2 separate regions of the Callithrix jacchus genome follow, and region 1 is linked to region 2. The links are chromatin contacts, called in public Hi-C maps. All regions are on one chromosome and are shown on one strand. The core of a region is the stretch at or near the end of the contact, and the rest is flanking DNA. Distances in the headings are between cores, read along the strand shown. Region 1 holds the start of PPA1 (inorganic pyrophosphatase 1). Region 2 overlaps LRRC20 (leucine rich repeat containing 20).

The links. A called contact is a pair of places that touch in the nucleus more often than the background predicts.
Region 1: a contact with region 2 is called in a Hi-C map of skeletal muscle, with 2.8 times the contacts expected there. The contact joins the promoter of PPA1 here to the enhancer-like site in region 2. A contact is called at or near these places in 2 of 3 Hi-C or Micro-C datasets (both in skeletal muscle).

The regions. Positions count from the first base shown.
Region 1 is chr12:59,860,616-59,863,315 of calJac240_pri, reverse strand. It overlaps PPA1 (inorganic pyrophosphatase 1), which reads right to left and starts at 1,365. Exons shown (of 11, transcript XM_035268102.2): 1 at 1,235-1,365. The coding sequence starts at 1,298.
Region 2 is chr12:59,742,255-59,744,954 of calJac240_pri, reverse strand. All of the region lies in intron 1 of LRRC20 (leucine rich repeat containing 20), which reads right to left. Among named protein-coding and RNA genes, the nearest start is that of LRRC20, 16 kb to the right of the region's middle. Within about 2 kb of position 1,439, at least 2 of the 16 cell types and tissues checked have an H3K27ac peak or open chromatin away from gene starts, as enhancers often do. A contact at or near this core is called in skeletal muscle, where this site is marked.

The sequences.
Region 1 (2,700 bases), core at 116-2,615, 120 kb before region 2:
CTCCATGAATTATTAGTCAAAAGTTACTGCACTGCCCTTGCTGCTTCATTGCAAAATTAAATAAAATGGAGAGTGGGGGTAGTTCTCACCTTCCTGGATTGTATCTGATATTTTAACCTTCAGCTAGATGTGTGAGCTTTAAGGTTCACTTTCCTTTTCCTCCCACACACACCAGGCTCTTTTTGCTAGGAGCTTTGTTCCTTCAATGCCTATTCCCTCTACTCCCCACTTCACCAACTCAGAGTTTGAGGCATCTGCCCATTTCCTTCCAAACAAAACTGTAAAGATTAAAACAGAAGCGACTTTGCTGATACATTCACCACCGCCTGGTTATCTCCCATCATCTACTCCTAGTAGCTGAGGGTGGAGGGAGTAATAGGATAAAGAAAATCCCCACGTAGCTTTCCTCCACCTACAAGGTTAAAAAAAAAAAAGGTGGCTGCGATAAGGAGCGTGGAGGACGCCAGGCTGGAGCCTCCCGGCTTCCACGTGCAGCCTTAGGTGCAGGACCTGGGGTAGGTACCCCCTTAGACGCCGAATCCTGCACAAGGTAAAAACTTGGCACTTTCTCAGTCATGCTTCCAGATTGACGTCATCTGTTTGATTTGCTGGGAACAGCTTTCTGTTTCATAAGGAGCATTCCCAGCATCAGCTCTAAGAGAAAACAGGCGGCGGAGAGGCAGGAGCGTTAGTGGGGGCCAGAGGGCCGTTCCAGCGCCTTCACAGACGGCTCCTGATCCGGGCCTCGGTTTCCCCGTCTGTAAAACGACGGGGTGGACTTGGCTCCGCTCAGCGCCGATAATCTGAGCTACGGCGGCAGAATTAAGGTCTTTAGGAAGTCACTGCCACCCTGAGTCGCCGTTCCTCCAAACTGAGCAATCCTCTTACGGAGATTATGTTACCTCCAGGCACCTTTCTAGGGTGGGTCGGTGATTTCCTTTTCTCTTCAGACCCCGCCCGAGCCGGACACCTGCAAAACTAGCTGGGCCCTGGTTTGGGTACCCCGAAGCGTGAGAAAGGGACCATTTCCGTTCAGCTGGAAGGGATGGCCGGAGGCGATCCCCGTCGGCGGCAAGTGGGCAATGCGAGGCCGGCCAGGCCCGAAGAAGCGTCGGAGGAGCTGGGCCCGCGTCGGAGACTTGGGGCCGTGCGCGGGCCGCACCCTCCCAGGGAGGGAAGGCCCGGGAATGAATGGGCGGACGGGAGGGGGGGTCCGCTAGCTGCAGACACTCACTGAGGAAGACTCGGTACTCCAGGGAGAAGGGCGCGGCGCGCTCCTCGGTGCTGAAGCCGCTCATGGTGCCGGAGTCCAGTAGCTGCAGCTGCCACAGAGCCACCAGCCCGCACGCGGCGCCGACTAAGAAGAGAGCTCCGCGCCTGCGCACTGAGATTACTGGACTGGCGGGAGGGGCGGGGAGCTTCGTTAATACGGCTCCGCTCGCGTTCCCACCCCCACCCGCCCCACCCCGTGCGCAGGCGCACTCCGCCCGGCCCGGGCGTCAGCACTCCCCAGCCCCGCCCCTCGGGCTCCGCCTCCGCGACGGCCACCCTGGCTCATAGACTGGGCCAAGTGGCTGTCGCCGGAATTGGCCCTCTCTGTTCCTTCGGCTTTGGACTTTCACCCTGGAAGGCAAATGCTCAAGCTCTCAGCTTGGACCAGCTAGGAGTTGACTGCCTACCATGCACACAGGGAACTCACTTTTGATTCTTACACACGCCTCCTCGCAGATTTATTCCTTATCTAAAAGATCATTGCTAAGTCACCTCTTCCCTAGACAGTCCCCGCTTGCGGTCTTAAAGGTGTGCATTTTTCTGATCCGTTTTAACAAAGTTGAGACATGTTACTGACACCCCTAGTGGCTACCAATAAGGTACCCGCTCGTCCGCTTTCTATAACCACTCTGACTCCGTTGCTTATCTGGTAAATGAAGATAATAATAGTAACTATTTCATGAATTGTTGGGATGATTACCCGAGTTAATACACGTCAAGGGCTTGGATCTGAGCCTGGCTCTTGTAAACACTCGGGAAGTTGTTACTGTCACCCTTCCCAGTGGGGGAGGATTTACGATCCCCCCTCCCCCACCTTTCTTAACCCACCTGGGTCCCCAGGGGCTTCAGATGGAAGCACTGGGAAGGGCCAGGCGTGAGCTAGAGTCCCGTAAGGGATTGCTTTCAGGGATAGGCTCCTCTGAGCTTGTTTTCCTGTTTATGTTCCATCATGTCAGGCCAGACCCTAAAAACTAAAGTCTGATTAAGGCAGTGGGCAAATATTTGCATCACTTACCTTCCCAGGCATGCATGTTTTTTTAAAAAAAAAAGTATATCCAAAATCCTCAATATAAATTAGGAAATTATTATTCACATTTCAAAGAATGCCTAGTTTTATTTTTTTAAAAAATTGATGGCCAGGATTTTTTTAAATAACTGTTTTTCCAGACCATTAAAGATAATGTGCCTTAATGACATTTTGAATTAAACTTTTTCAAAATAATGTCTATTGTAAAAAATAAATATTAAATGAAAATGTAGTAAGATCTCCAGTTAGTTATGGTTTCCCTCCCTTTGTCTCCGTCCAACTCCCAAACCCCACTGATACCCATTCATTTTCAGAAGGCTGTGATTCACTGATTTTTTGAACATTATAGCCACACTGTTTTACTGCAGTTAGAACAGAAGGGGAGGAAAAAAAATTAGTGA
Region 2 (2,700 bases), core at 190-2,689:
GAAGGTAGTTTGTGCTCAGTAGATAAGAGATGCTACTATGAGGATGCAAAAATACTGTTGTTATTTGAGAATGTGTGGCAAAGATGTGCTTCGGCTCTGTCATCCTGGAGGAGAGAAAGGACCCCGAACTGCGTTTATTCTAATGACCCCTTGTCTAAAGACAAGGCAACAACTGCATGTGCTATCATGGGCTCTGGGACTCTCCAAAAAAAAAAAAGAAATCTCCTTCCTGGCAAGCCAGTAAGAAGAAAAGAAGCCCATATTCAATTAAAATCAAAAGCAAACCCCGCACAGAACACAATCAAGTGACACACACAGTCAACAGTTTGGGATATTAAATTATTTTAATTTAACTGATGACTCACACAAACATATTCATACAAAAGGGAATAAAAACAGCAGCCAGGATGATGCTAATAGTGTGGACACCAATGGCTCTAAAGGGACCACAGCTGGTCCCAGTGGAGGAGGCCATGTGGCCAAGAGCCCTGGGCAGGCCCTGAGGTCTTCCAGCTAAGAAAGCAGCAATCAGTCCCTTTTTGTGGATAAGGAAACAAAGGCCCAGAGAAGTTAAGAACTTGCTGAAAGCCACACAGTAAGTAAGGAAAGGGTGGAGCTTGACTTGTTCTTGAGAACATCACCCTAAAGGGTGATACTCTGCCATTAACAGGTGCCATTAACAGACGTTCATTAATGAACCAGGTAGCAGACCCTCACCACTGAGCCTGCCATTGCCTTGACCTTGGACTTCCCAGCCTCCAGAATTGTTAGAAATAAATCTCTGCTGTTTCCATTTTGCTATAGAGCCCTGAATGGACTAAGACAGCTAGCCTCAAGTGCGTAGAGACGAGGATGTTGCTAAACATCTGACAAAGAACAGGACAGCCCCCACCACAAAGAAGCACCCCGCTCAAAACGCAGAAGTGTCAAGGTGGAGAAGTGCCCGCCTGGGGACACAAAGCCTTCCTTTCAAATAGGTGCAGAGCCCTCAAGGGAAAAAAGCCCTCCCCTTCCCCAGGGGGCACAGGAGAGGAGACAGAGAAGGGTCATTCTCTGCCTCCCAGGACCCCCAATCCAGAGTGCACATCTAGCAGTGGCATGCTAGGCAGAAGGCTCCAAGTCACCCCACTCCACAGCACACCACGGAGGAGGCAGAGTTGAGAAAAGTCTGTCTCCTTACAGGGGAACTCAGTCCCCTTGGGAGAGCAGCACAGACCCTGCATTGGGGACCTCCAGCCCCCTCCCCTGCCTGACAGATTCCCACTTGCTTCCCCCGAGAGGCAGGGAGCCAAGGATGGCAGACCTGAGGCTCAGCCCTTGTGGCAAACACAACCAGGCGGCCTCGGCCGTCTGGGGGCTGCTGTGTGAGAGCCCAATCCCTCCTCCCTGCTCTTAGAGCTGGACTGTGCCAGGCTGACCCTCAGGACTCGCCAGGCCAGGAGACATCACAGCAAAACACATTCCCCTCACCCCTACTAGGTGCCAGCCTCAGCTCTGGGCCAGGAACTACAGGTCAACAAGCCCCGGTGAGGGCCAAGACCACCACCCCCACCAGGCCAGAAAAGCTGCTGCCACTCCAGTCCCTGGCTGCCTCCTCTCAGGATAAGACTGTGCTAGAGAGATGCCTGCCTCCCTTCCAGACTGGGCACTCCTGGGCACATGCATTGCCCTACAGGCAGGGCATATACAGCAGCTGTTCAACATATACTTTTTGAAAAAGTATCCAGTGGCAGTTTCTGAATCAAACAAAGGACAAGGTTCTGATTCAGTGAGTATCTATTAAGTGCTTCCTGAGTACTCTTATTCTAGAAAGGGGCTGCAACATCAGGTCCCCGCAGGGGTGGACAGAAATGTAAACACAGGAAGGGAGTGGAGCCCTGGTCAGGACCCTGGAGCCCACACCCAGCAACAGCCTGGCCAGGTGCCCAGGCTCAGCTTCTGGTGCTCGGCTTGGCCTGTGACCGGGCGCCACCTGCCGGCCAGTACAGAAGGAGGCAAGCGCTCCGCCAAAGCGCAGGTGGGCCTGGGGGGAGGAAAGGCAGACACACCCCTCCCACTAGCCTTGGTCTCCATTAGATTCCACAGCTCCCAGCCTAGCTGCTCAGGTCCCTCTGCAGGAGCCCCTCACATCCATGTCTGTATTCATTCATCATCTCCCACATGCACATCCAGAGCCCAGGCAGGCAATGCCCCTACCCCATCCCACAGCAGCCACCAGGACAGGAAGCTCTAAATTGTAACCAGTAAGCTAGTGACTCAAAATACAAGGCAGAAAAGAATCAGACACAGTTCATGCTAAAATGCAGATCCCCAGGCCTACTGGTAACATTCAACGTTTAAAGCTCTAGAGTAGGGTCCATGAATTTGCATGCTTAACCAATACTCAAATGATCCTGAGAGAAGAAAATCTTTGTGACCTTGGGTTAGCCAAAGACTTCTCACACACAGTACCAAAAGTACCCTCTGTAAAAGAAAAAATGATAAATTAAATTTCATCAAAATTAAAAATGTGAGCCAGGCAGGTGGCACGCACCTATAGTTCCAGCTATTCTGGAAGATGAAACAGGATCTCTTGAGCCCAGGAGTTCCAAGCTGCAGTGTGCAATGATTGCACCTGTGAACAGCCACTGCACTCCAGCCTGGGCAACATACCAAGACTCCACCTCTAAAAACAAAACTAAAAAGAAAGAAAACCCAATT